Regions from separate parts of the Lactuca sativa genome. Here region 2 is linked to region 1. Evidence: chromatin contacts called from public Hi-C data. All regions are on one chromosome and are shown on one strand. The core of a region is the stretch at or near the end of the contact, and the rest is flanking DNA. Distances in the headings are between cores, read along the strand shown.

The links. A called contact is a pair of places that touch in the nucleus more often than the background predicts.
Region 2: a contact with region 1 is called in a Hi-C map of leaf, with 3 times the contacts expected there. The contact joins the promoter of LOC111878496 here to the promoter of LOC111878497 in region 1. A contact is called at or near these places in 3 of 4 Hi-C or Micro-C datasets (leaf and seed).

Annotation. Positions count from the first base shown.
Region 1 is chr4:58,196,421-58,202,661 of Lsat_Salinas_v11, forward strand. It overlaps LOC111878497 (homeobox-leucine zipper protein ANTHOCYANINLESS 2), which reads right to left and starts at 2,341. Exons shown (of 10, transcript XM_023875007.3): 1 at 1,879-2,341; 2 at 1,679-1,811; 3 at 1,290-1,546; 4 at 1,092-1,209; 5 at 305-994; 6 at 96-197; 7 at 1. The coding sequence starts at 1,750. LOC111878593 (protein ALP1-like) reads left to right here and starts at 3,609. Exons shown (of 1, transcript XM_023875114.2): 1 at 3,609-4,364. The coding sequence starts at 3,609. The coding sequence ends at 4,364.
Region 2 is chr4:58,569,456-58,575,280 of Lsat_Salinas_v11, forward strand. LOC111878496 (probable pectin methyltransferase QUA3) reads right to left here and starts at 4,033. Exons shown (of 7, transcript XM_023875005.3): 1 at 3,426-4,033; 2 at 2,645-2,848; 3 at 2,331-2,541; 4 at 1,975-2,236; 5 at 1,525-1,899; 6 at 1,337-1,432; 7 at 785-1,271. The coding sequence starts at 3,860. The coding sequence ends at 1,049.

The DNA of each region.
Region 1 (6,241 bases), core at 1,091-3,590:
TCTAAAATATTTATATTTAAATTAATAAAATGATTGAAAACTATATAATAAAATAAAATAAATTAATAACTCCGGGATTTTGATCCCAATATTACCAATTGAAGTGCACCGTTTCTTGTTCCTCCCATGCCATTTGAAATCACATCGGTCGTTGAAGTTCTAGCAATCATACACGGAAACATTTCCGCCCATTTGTTCTGATTAAAAAGGAACGAAATTAGGTTAAATTGTTCGTTGGAAACATGTAAAAGATAACGGAAATGGAAATGGAATCAGAATCGGGATGGAATGGAATGGGAATTACCGAATCCATGAGTGTTTCGACGAGAGCCAAGCTATTGATGATTACCATTCCGGTTTCCCGTGAAGCTTCGGAGACGTATTCATTTGGTTTCAATCCGATGCAAGGAGTAATAGCTCTTGAATACTCATTTGGGTTCATGATTTCACGACCACCTTCTATGCGAAGCCAAAGTGGTTCATCTGTTTGAGCTAATTTGACTAATTCATCCATGGCAGCTAACGCGAGTTCAAGGTACATGGATCTTTCAAGGGAATGATCGATTCCCATTACGTTATTACTTGCTCTTGAAGATGGAACAACAGAAGAAGCGGTGGAGATTCCGACACCGAAATCGGGTGGGCCTAGAGGTAACGCTGAGGCGGTGGAACTGAGAACTCCACCACCACCGAAATGATTGTTGCCGCCAACGCCAAGTTCTAAGCTAGAGTTTGGCATGGGAGGAGCCATGGAGGAGACGGGGCGGCCGAGGAATTTTCCGGCGAGTGCACAAACACGATCTAGTTCGTCTTTTAAGCGAGCGTTTTCGATTCTGAGGTGTTGTTCTTCTAATGAAATATCACCTATCATGGCCGGACCACCACAATTTGAGCACATCGGGTTCCTCATTGCTTCTCGAATTGACATGTTTTCGGCTCGAAGCTTATCATTTTCTTGTCGAAGAATTGAATTCTCGTGACGCTCTAATTGCGTCTGGCAACCATAAAATAGAAATTTTGAAACATAAGGTGTCAGTCTTTTTCAGATGATTGTCGGAAAAAAGATTGAAGTTGTTTACAGTTCTTCTTACTTTCATCTGTGTACGACGATTTTGGAACCAAAATTTGACTTGTCGCGTCTCTAAACATAATCTTCTGCTAAGTTCCAATCGTTGTTTTTCATCAGGATGTGGGCACTCTTTGAATAATCTGAAAAACCCCATGAAAAAAGGTTTAATCTTTTTGATTGAACTAGTTTTAGAAAAGAAAAAAAAACGATGTAATTGTACGCTTCAAGTTCTTGGATTTGTTGAGGAGTGTGACGATGGTATCTTTTTTTTCGTGGTGGTTTTCCGTCGTCGGCATCGGGATCGTCACCCGAGGCGCCACCATCCATGTTATCACTGCCAGATCTACTCTCGTGCTCCTCATCGCGGCTCCTTCTACCGCCACCGCCACCGCTGATCTCGTAGCTTTCTGGCATTCTTCCGATATCACCAATCCCACCTCCTCCGCCTCCACCTCCACCACCCTCCATCGTTGTTTGCTGAAATATAAAGAAATAAAGTAGATCAGTTCATACACACACCACAACTGTCAACGCCACCACCAGCCATTTTCTGTAAAAGAAAAAACACAAGTATGTGTGTGTGTTTTAAAAAGAAATATAGAGGATTACAAGAGCAAGTGAAAGGCCGGGGGAGGAGAACATGGACTTGGAGAGAGGCTGAGACAAAGCGCCACCGCGCATATTATAAGGAATATCAGCGACGATTCTAGCACCACCACCTCCTCCACCGTCGCCGGCGTGACTGTTATCAAGAAAACCCCCAAAACTCATGAAATTTCACTTCACTTGGATAAAGAAAAAAAACCCACCTTTGTTTATTTAATAAAACCTACACCCACTTCAAAGTTTCAAACCCTTTTTCAATATTCATTACACAAATTCATCGAAACACGAACAAATCTTTCTACGAATAGATAGAGCAAAAACGGGTTTTCTTTCCAACTCACAAAATGAATAGAAAGAAGAAATGGGTAGAAAATAAGAAAAGAAAAAAAGACTCTCTCTCTCTCTCAGTAATTGGTGGATTGAGGTGGATTTGTGGTTCTCCCTCTCTCTTTCTCTCTCTAAGAAAATAAGGAATGTGCTGAAACCCTAAATGGGAGAGGGAAGAGCTATATGCATGCTTGACTTTGGCTTTTGGATCATGAGCTGAGAGAGAGAAAGAGAGAGAAGTTAAAGAAAAACAAAAAGATTTCTTGTAAATTGGAGAGAGAGAAGAGATGGGGAGGAAGAAGAAGGAGATAATGTGTGTGGAGCCTTCGAAGCCTTACAAATACAAAACAATCAGAAAAGGTTTCACAGTAAAAAAGGGTCGGTTGGTTGACTCTTCACTCTTTTCATACTCTCTTCTCTCTCACACACACAAACAGAGAGAAAGTCTTTTCTTATTTCTCGATTTTTTTTATTAATTTTTATTTTGTTTATAAATAAACAAATATGACATGCAATCCGCTATTTATGTTAATAAACATTTATTGCTAATAGATTAAATACTTAAAATGTCTTGTTTTAAACAAAACAAAAAATATTTGTGAATTCAAGTCAATAACTCAATATCACGAAGAGAAAAAAACAAAATGTCACTTGGAAATTCTGAAGTTTATTTTCAAAAGGAGCTCTTAAAAACCGTACATTGTTTTGACTTTTGATAAAATAATTCTATCTTCTTATCATTCATAAGGCTAGCAGGTTTGGTGCTGTCTGAGACCGCGGTTCTCTGCCAACTAAGCATGGAACACCGCCCTCAGGGTGCGGTTTCCTGCGGTCTAAACCGCGGTGCGGCCCCTGAAGACCGTGAATTCTGATTGGGTGGTCACTTTTTGACCGTTGAAATGCAAGATTCGTTTATTTTTTTTTCTTTTTTTTTTGTTTTTTCTTTCCTATATATACACATATCAACTTAACTTTTTTTTTTCACAACACAATCTCCTCTATCTTTCAAAAAAAATATTTTTTTTAAATCACTACTCTCCCAAAAATGTCATCTTCTTCATCTTCTGAAGAATTTCAGACTATTTTTTATACCGCTATTGCGTATGTTCAAATGGTGGAACAAACATACAACGTTGTATGTAACAACGCAGCTGCAAGTTCTCAACAGAGAACATGAAGATACATTTACAGAAATCGTGAAGAAGCCAACCAACGTTTGGTGCAAGACTATTTTGCAAAGAATGCCACTTACCAAGGGTATTATTTTCATAGGCGCTTCAGAATGCTCAAAGGTTTATTCGAACGTATAGTTGAAGATGTAACGAGGGAGTGCAGTTTTTTCCAACAACGTTACGATGCTAGAGGTACACTCGGTTTCACTCCCTTACAAAAATGCACGGCCGCACTTCGTCAGTTAGCATATGGCATTCCGCCTGATGCGTTAGACGAAAGTTTTAGGATGTCTGCTAGGATAGCATGAGACAGTCTCCATTTTTTCTGCAAAACTGTGATTCAGTTTTATGGTCCAAAATATTTATGTAAGCCTACACGTAATGACATCCTGCAATTGCAAGCTCATCATGCTAGTGTGCACGGGTTTCCTGGAATGCTAGGAAGCTTAGATTGTCTCCATTGGGCATGGGAAAATTGCCCTACAGCATATCATGGGCAATTTACCCGAGGTGATCATGGTCACCCAACGGTCATACTTGAAGCAGTTGCATCACAAGATATGTGGATTTGGCATGTTTTTTTTGGTTCTCTTGGTTCGATTAACGACATCAACGTTCTTAACCGTTCACCAATATTTAACAACATATACGATGGATCTGCACCAGATTCTTCTTTTCAAGTGCGTGGAACGCCATATAAGTATGGTTATTATCTGGTCGATGGAATCTATCCTGAGTATGTTGTGTTTGTTAAATCGTTTTCAGCTCCACATGGTTCTAGACGAAAGAAATTCAAAAGAGCTCAAGAAAGAGCTAAGAAGGATGTTGAGCGTGCTTTTGGAGCTCTGAAGAAACGGTGGTTCATATTGAAAAAACCAGCAGCTTATTTGGGCGAGGAAAAACTTCAAGAAATCATGTATACATGTATTATATTGCATAACATGATTATTGAAGACGAAGGAAGAGCGATATGTGCGTTTGACGAGGAAGAAATCATACCAGAGACACAACCAATAGAAATTGGTGGCGAAGAGTATATAAACAGGAGAGCAGAGATACATTGCACTGAAACATTTCACAATCTTCGCAATGACTTGGTGGAACACATTTACGGGGTTCAAAACATTAACCTTAATTTGGATCCACCGGATGACCCCGAAGACGAGTTCTCGGATAACGACTTTATGTAGTTTGCTTTAGTTATTTTATTTATGTTTTTTAAGTTTCTAGGGTTATTTAAATGACATGTTTGTGTGTGTTTTTTTTTTTGTAACGTAATGTACAGTTTTTTATTTTTTATTTTCAAGTAATGAAGAATTATGTTTTTTTATTAAAATAGAAGTTATATTAAATTAAAATAGTTAAAAAAAAGAAGTTTTATTATATTAAAATACTTAAAAAAAACAAAAAAAATAAAAAAAATAAAAAGTGTGGCACCACACCCTTAGTGTGGCAAGAAACCACACTTGAGTGGTAAAAAATGACATGGTGCTGATGTGGCGGGGGAGAGAGTGCGATTTCGGTGGCACCACTCCCTCAGCCTAAGATAATTTTAATTTTTAATATTTCATAGTTTGATCTATATAAAACGTTTAGTTTACCTTCGTGGTTTTCATATCCTCCAAGAAACTAAAACATAATTATAAAATCAAGACAAAACTGGAGTAGTTCTTATGGTATTCAAAAAACCTCGGATAGAATTTAAAAGCTTTCAACTTTCGTTAAAAATCAAAAAATTTCTGGGTTTTTGGTCCCTGATACACTTGAAAAGTCGATTTTACCATTTTTATTTTTTTCTATTTTTTTATTTATTTTCGTATTTAAATAATTAAAAATAAAAAATAAAAACTACAATCTCACCCAACATAAACACCTGCAACTTCAAATACACACACACATGGAACTCGAACAAATACCAACATCAAGCTCATCACACGAATTAGAATAAAAATGAAGCATAAACATTGATTACTATAAAAAAAAATAGTTCAAGTCTTTCAAAATTAATATCGATGCTCCATCAAAACTTCATCTCAAATCAGAAACAAAATTATCCAACATACTAATTCAATCAAAAGATCGTTTAACATATTTAACCCACAACAATCTAACACAAATATCACCTGAACACATAATCAACTGAAATATAGAAAAATACCCAAGAACACTTTAATGGAGAAAATCTTAAAAATTGGAACAGGCCATAAAATTCCTCGAATCAAAAACTACTTCCTTGAAAACATGTTAGAGTTTCAAGATTTCTGAAAAGTATTATGTCATAAGTTTCATTCTGATTACTTAGAAGAAGAAAACGACGAATCTGTAGGCTAAGAACTCTTGAACATATTTGATTTCAAATTTCAACCCTAATAAAATCATATTAAAGCGAGTTACAAGAGTTCTGATGCTGGTTTTGATCGTATTATCATCTAGGGTTTGGGAAATCGGGTTTGTTCTTTGTACTCTAGCCTGGGGAGATGGAATTAATCTTGAAATTTGGAAGGTAAGATTATAAGGAGAAAGATGAGTTGTTGCAGATTAATTAGGAACTGAAGATAAACAAGGAGCGAGTCGATGCTCTTCTTTCATCATATGTGTGAGTGTGTGAGGGGTAGAGGGTTTGAACGATGGTGGGTATAAAAAGGGGGTGGTAGTGGTAGTGGTGAAATTAGGATGTTAAACCAGACTCCAGCGAGGTCGTTGTTTCCTCCGACGAGTCTGTTGTCGAACAGGTAAAGAGTCTTGAGACTTCCGCAGTTCCTAAGCTCACCTGGGATTTTTCTGATGAGTTTGTTTTCCGATGAGCTTGATGGAGTTTAAAATCAAGTTGGAGGTTTTCAAGGTTGCTAATGGAAGATGGGATTGGGATGAGAAGTTATTCGGTTGTGTGTGTGTGTGTGTGAGTGAGAGAGAGAGAGAGGGAGAGGTAATGGATGGGGGATAATTGTTTTTTTTCTTTTTATTTTTAAATTAAAATAGTATTTTAATAATTATAAAAATACAAAAAGGAAAATAAAAGGGCATAACCATCTTTTCAAGTTTTTTGGACCAAAAATACAGAAAAACC
Region 2 (5,825 bases), core at 2,783-5,282, 370 kb after region 1:
AATAAGTAATTTTAAATCGTATCAATAAAATATATTTTATCAAATTATTCCTTTCATTTCTTTCTATTAAAAAAATCTAAGAAAACAACCAATTTTCCAATCAATATCAATTAAAATAACCAAAAATATTACGATACTCTTGGTCCTCTTATATAAAATTAAAGAGTCAAATAGATATTTTTCCATTAAAAGGCTTTGATTTTATTTTCTTCATTAGCATTATTGGCATTTGACATGCATGCAACTTCTTAAAGTAATAAAATCTATATAGATCCAAAGTCATGAGATAGACGTACACGGAAACTAGGATATAAGTACACACTTAAAATATGTTGTATAAAATACAAAGTTTGTTTGAAAAATAAAAAATACAGATTATTGTAGTACTACATACCTAATCGAAACTTTTTATAACATAAACATTTCATGTATTGACATTTGATATTTGAGTCCAACTCTTTAGATGAGTATATTTAAAGGCCATGAATCTTAAATATTATTATCATTTTTTTTCTGTGAAAAAGCCTAAAGATTACATAAACCATATAAAGAAAAAGGCAGCATATGAACATATGCAAACATGACAAGTAACCCAATGTGATACTAAAAGCAAACCCATGTTAACATTTAGATACCATACAAGTATCCACATGTTTTGTTACACTAATTTAGCATCATTTCCACATTTTATACATAAAAAAAGCTTACCATAATTTAAAAAAATGGAATCACATGATTACGATTTCATGACATGGGTCCCACAAGACATGATTAAGGAGCAATGTGGATAAACTTATACTTATTTCCTAGTTAAGTATTTTGTTACATATAACGTATCACAAACAAATACACTAACTTTATAAATTATCTAAACAGACATTACCATTTACCACTATCCATTTTTTCATACATTTTCTTCACGTTTCTAACATATAACACTATTACCCAACAAAAAAACAAGAAAAAAGGTTGTGAATTGAAGCATAAAAAAAGAAGATTGAATTTTAAAGAGAATTAATAATACCTATAATATCTCACAAAATACGTGTCAATGTGAAGATGAAGTTAATGTCCAAAGAGGTTTTGTAGCCACCAAGATTCTGTCTCTTCCTTGTGATTCCGGTTCTTTATTATGTATGGTGGATTTCCATCTTACGGAATCAGCAATTCTATTGATTTTTGTGAGCAATTCCGGGGAATCACGGATTACAACGCTTCCTTGAGGTCGTAATAATCGGTCCATTTCCACCATTACATCCACAAGATTACATCTGCATCAAAAACCATCATCCATAAGAACAAGATTGCAAAAAAAAAATTAAAAAATTAAAGTTACCTGTTCTTTCCAGTAACAGGATCTTTAATGAGGGATTCAATGGAAACCACATGGATGAAGTCATAAGTTCTAGGGTAACTTGAAAAAGGTTCACACCTGATGACAAGACAAGAAAATAATAGTTTTAATCAAAAGATAAACTACAAATACAATAATCATTTTATCCAAAACTAAAAACAACAACTTACCAATCATGATAAACACCAATTAGACCTCGATCATAAATCACACCTAAAGTTGAAGGCTTTTTATCTGCAACAACATTCATCACCCACAAAGGATCAGAAGTCAATCCAGCAGCAAACCCTCCAAAAAACGCGTTCATATCCATCACATTTCGCACTGCAGGAGTCCCAATTTTTAGGTTTAATGAGTTTTTATAATAAAAAATCCTCCTTTCCCATCTTCGTGTATCAGCTTCAAATATATCATATCCATTTTTAATCAATGTAGCTCTTGATGGAGCTTGTTTTAGCCTTTGTGGCCACTTTGGAATTGTCCCAACAGCAATTTCTTCTCTTATAACAGTCGTCTGACTCACACATTTTTTCAGCTTCACATACCTGCATTAAAAAAAAAATACATTGTTTCAAGCTTTCAAGAAAGGGCAAAAAGTTTCAACTTAATAACAAGATTACCATGCAGAACTTGGGTCATCAGACTCATCACAAGATTCAAGCCCTAATTCATTTTGATTCTGTAGACATGAATCACCAATGGGTTTTTTCCAGATAACAGTATTCCCATCTACAACAATTAACTCATAGCATAATGCTCTAGCGACTGCTTGAAGATCAGCCCATTCTTTATCTTGTTTGGGCCATTGTACAGGTGGGCCAGAGATGACTAGGTATCCACCAGGGCGTAGTAATCGGTCAACCTCCAGAAAATATGTTGCATCTGTTAAATAAAATGTTGTTTCTTTTAGTAAAAAGTAGAAGTATTCAAGTACATGATATGGGAAATATTATAAAAAAGGTAAAAGTAGACTCACTGTATGCAGTAAAAGGGATCAAACAACGAGAGCAGTGCATTAAGTCAAATGAAGCTGCAGGAAAAGGAAGTCTGCGAGTGCCAAGCATCAAAACAAAAGCGGGAATTCCTCTTTCCAAAGCAAATTGTATTTGTGATTTGTGTGAATCTCTTGGAGCAAAAGAGAGTGTCAAGATGCCTTCTTCTAGTAGGTGACCTCCAAAACTAGCAACCTGAAAAGAAAAAAGAAAATGGTTTTTTTGGTTAAAACTTGAAAGGTTTTGGTGACAGAAGGAAAGAGATGATACAAGGTTTTTTTTAGTTGTTGGTTCTTACCCCACATCCCATATCAAGAGCTGTTCTTAGGACCCCACCAGAAATAGGAATGTATTGTTTGAGTTTTGCAATGTATTGTGTGGCTCCATCTGGAAACATAGTGCCACCACCTGGAAAGATGAAGTATGGACCATCTTTTTTCATCCATCCTTGATGACCTTTCCTGTCTGCTATTTTGTTATATGGCATGTTTTCATGCCAAATCTGCACAAGAAAGATAAAGGGTTCTTTATTATAGGTCATGTATATGTACAAATTTGAGCTATATGAAACTACTACACAAAACCACAAGTCCACAACAGGTATTTGTGCTCTTCAATGCAGCTTGAGAAGACAAAGAGGAACAAAGAACTTTTCAAAAGATCATATTAAATGGGACATGAAAGCATGATCAAATTATAATGCAATAGTTTTGCATCACACTATGGTTACAAGGATTCATTCAAACATTGCTCCGTTTTCGTTCTGGCACTTCATTGTCCACGAGAGCTCATTCAGACAATGTATGCATCTCTTAACATGATCAAATCTATATCAAAACCCTAACTTACTAGATATTCATAGACTATGTGTGGCATCTTATGACTACTGGTATATATACATGTTCAGGATAAGGACAGAAAATGTAGCTACTCAGGCAACAGTTTGACAAAACTATCTAACTGAATTTGCTAACTCTGATGTTCAAATCTGAGATACTAGAAAAACTCTAATAAAATGCTACAGCAACCCTAAATAGAATCAGATAAGCAGAAATCGGAGATATGGTAACTAAATTCACCTTGTGTAAGCTCTCAGGCCATTGAATCGGGACATGATAACCTTGAGGCGCAGGGATCAAGCACAACGACGTCTCATCCGGCGACGGACAATGCCTTTCCCGGTAGAAATTCATCTCCCTGCTAAGCTGACTGTTCCTGGTCGGATCTTCACAGGGCATGTAATCCACAGTGTCGGCAGGGCATGATTCAATTTGCGGATGTTTACCGGCTTCAACCAGAGCAATGAGTCGGTGGCGTTGCTTTGGATCGGCGGTGTTGGAACGGATCAAAGCTTGGCTACCAGAGGCGGCAAGGGAGTCACCGAGAGGGGTAAATATGAGGAGAAAGAAGAGGATTACGACGGCGAAGAAGACCATGGATACGAAGTCGAGAAGTTGCCATTTTCGGGTGGGAATGTTGCGTTGCTTGGGTGAAGTGAGATTGATATGCCCCATTGATTTTGAGAGGATTGTGATAAAGCAGAAATTGAAGATTGGGAAGTATAGAATCAAGATCTGATCATAGATTTGTGAGTAGATTTAGTGTGTGAAGCGAGTGTGAAAGGGGACAGAAAGGGAGAGAGGAAGAAGGAGAAGCGTTTCTTAAGCAAATGTCCATATTTTCATCTTCATGTGATCTAGGGAAATAAATGTAAATACTAATCACTTTTTTTAATGATAAAATCTCACACCAAATTTAATATTTAATTTGATTTATTGTTTGAACTTTGATGTGATTAATTATCTAATAAATGTTTAATTATACAATTAAATGTTTAAATACGTACAAAAGTTTCAAGAACATGAGGTGATTAAAGCTTAATTTATAATTTCAAGTAATGATTTCTATTGGTGAAGAGAAAAACTAATGTTGATTAAAGAAAAACAGAAAATGTTAAATTTTACCAAAACTTATCATCTTATTATTATTACTAAGGTAGGTAAGAAATGGTTTATGGGAATTAGCCTAATTTAGGTATATATCAACAGATATCGAAAAACAAAAGTACCACTTTATATTAAATAAAACAATAACTCATAATAGTGATATTTACTAATAATATATATTAATTAAACATACAAAAATATAAAAAAGAAGCGTATGAATCACAACCAAAACTATCAAATTCAAGTAATGATACTATTAAAATAAAATAAAAACCAAACTAATATTCAAAGTTATTTTCTTGAATACACTATATTAATGTATACCTTATTTAGCATTAGGAGTGTTTGACAAAATATGTATTATCAATGATCTTTTCTCATCAAAGGTAAATCTATCGCAATATTACATGTATTGGCCGAGAATGACATGAGCCAATATACAAATTACATAAGCGGCTAATACTATATATTAATTTGCTACACTAACATCCCCGCTCGCAAGTTTGCTACCATTAGATATTATGTGGCCTTCTAAATATCCAACAATCTTCGGTTGTTGGCCTTCCAAATCTTCTATTATGAATAAATGTAAAAATATAATAGGCTTGGAAATCCAAGTGAATTAACTTAGAGTTAACTTTCGAAGGATATTGAATGAAGGCAACAATCCAAGTCCAAAGTGAAACGCCGAAAATGCCACAAATAATGGGTAGAAACATTTAAATAGTAAGCATTTTAAACCAAACTAAAATACATCACATAGATATATACAGTAATATTTATGCTTCTAGATTCCCAAATTCCAAGTCTCTACAATCAAGCAAAGTCCTTTTTCATTCTAAGGGTAAGATTGTTAACCCGAAGTCTAAACAAGATAATAGCATCACACCTAAAACCTTTCTTAGAACTTCTAGTACAAAATTTAGGATCAAACCTACAAATGGCTTGGCAAAAGGGAAAGTGCTCGTATTTATCATACAATAAATCCCAACCATTCTTAGGAACAATAACAAGTATTGAGCCTAGCCAAACCACTTTTCTTTTGGTTGGCTGGTTTGGAGCCCTGGCTTCTATTCAAGCTGGCTTGGGTTTTTGGAGTTGCGGCTACAGTTGGTCTTGTCATCGACTAACCCTTTTTTATGGTTAAAAGTATCGTCTCCTTCTCATTCGTGTCTTGCATTTTCCTTATTGCTTCTACATACCGTCATTATCCTCTATTCAATTTCTTCAACATGTTGTTATGTTTCCCACGGTGGCGGACGCAGAAAGTTGTCATTGCAGTGGCACAATTTTTTTTCGTCCGAATATAATAACATAAAAAAAAGTACTAGTACATCAAACCGATCCATTACTTCTTAATATTTAAATTTGACATCTACGGGTGCACATTTTTTGAAACCGATCCATTTCTAACATCCATAAAATTCATGAAAATTTAAAACTTTTTCAAGCATTCAAAAACCATCATTTATTACAAAAAGTTTTCAAAATAGTTTCATATCAAAGTATCCTAGAAATCAAATCATAAAAATG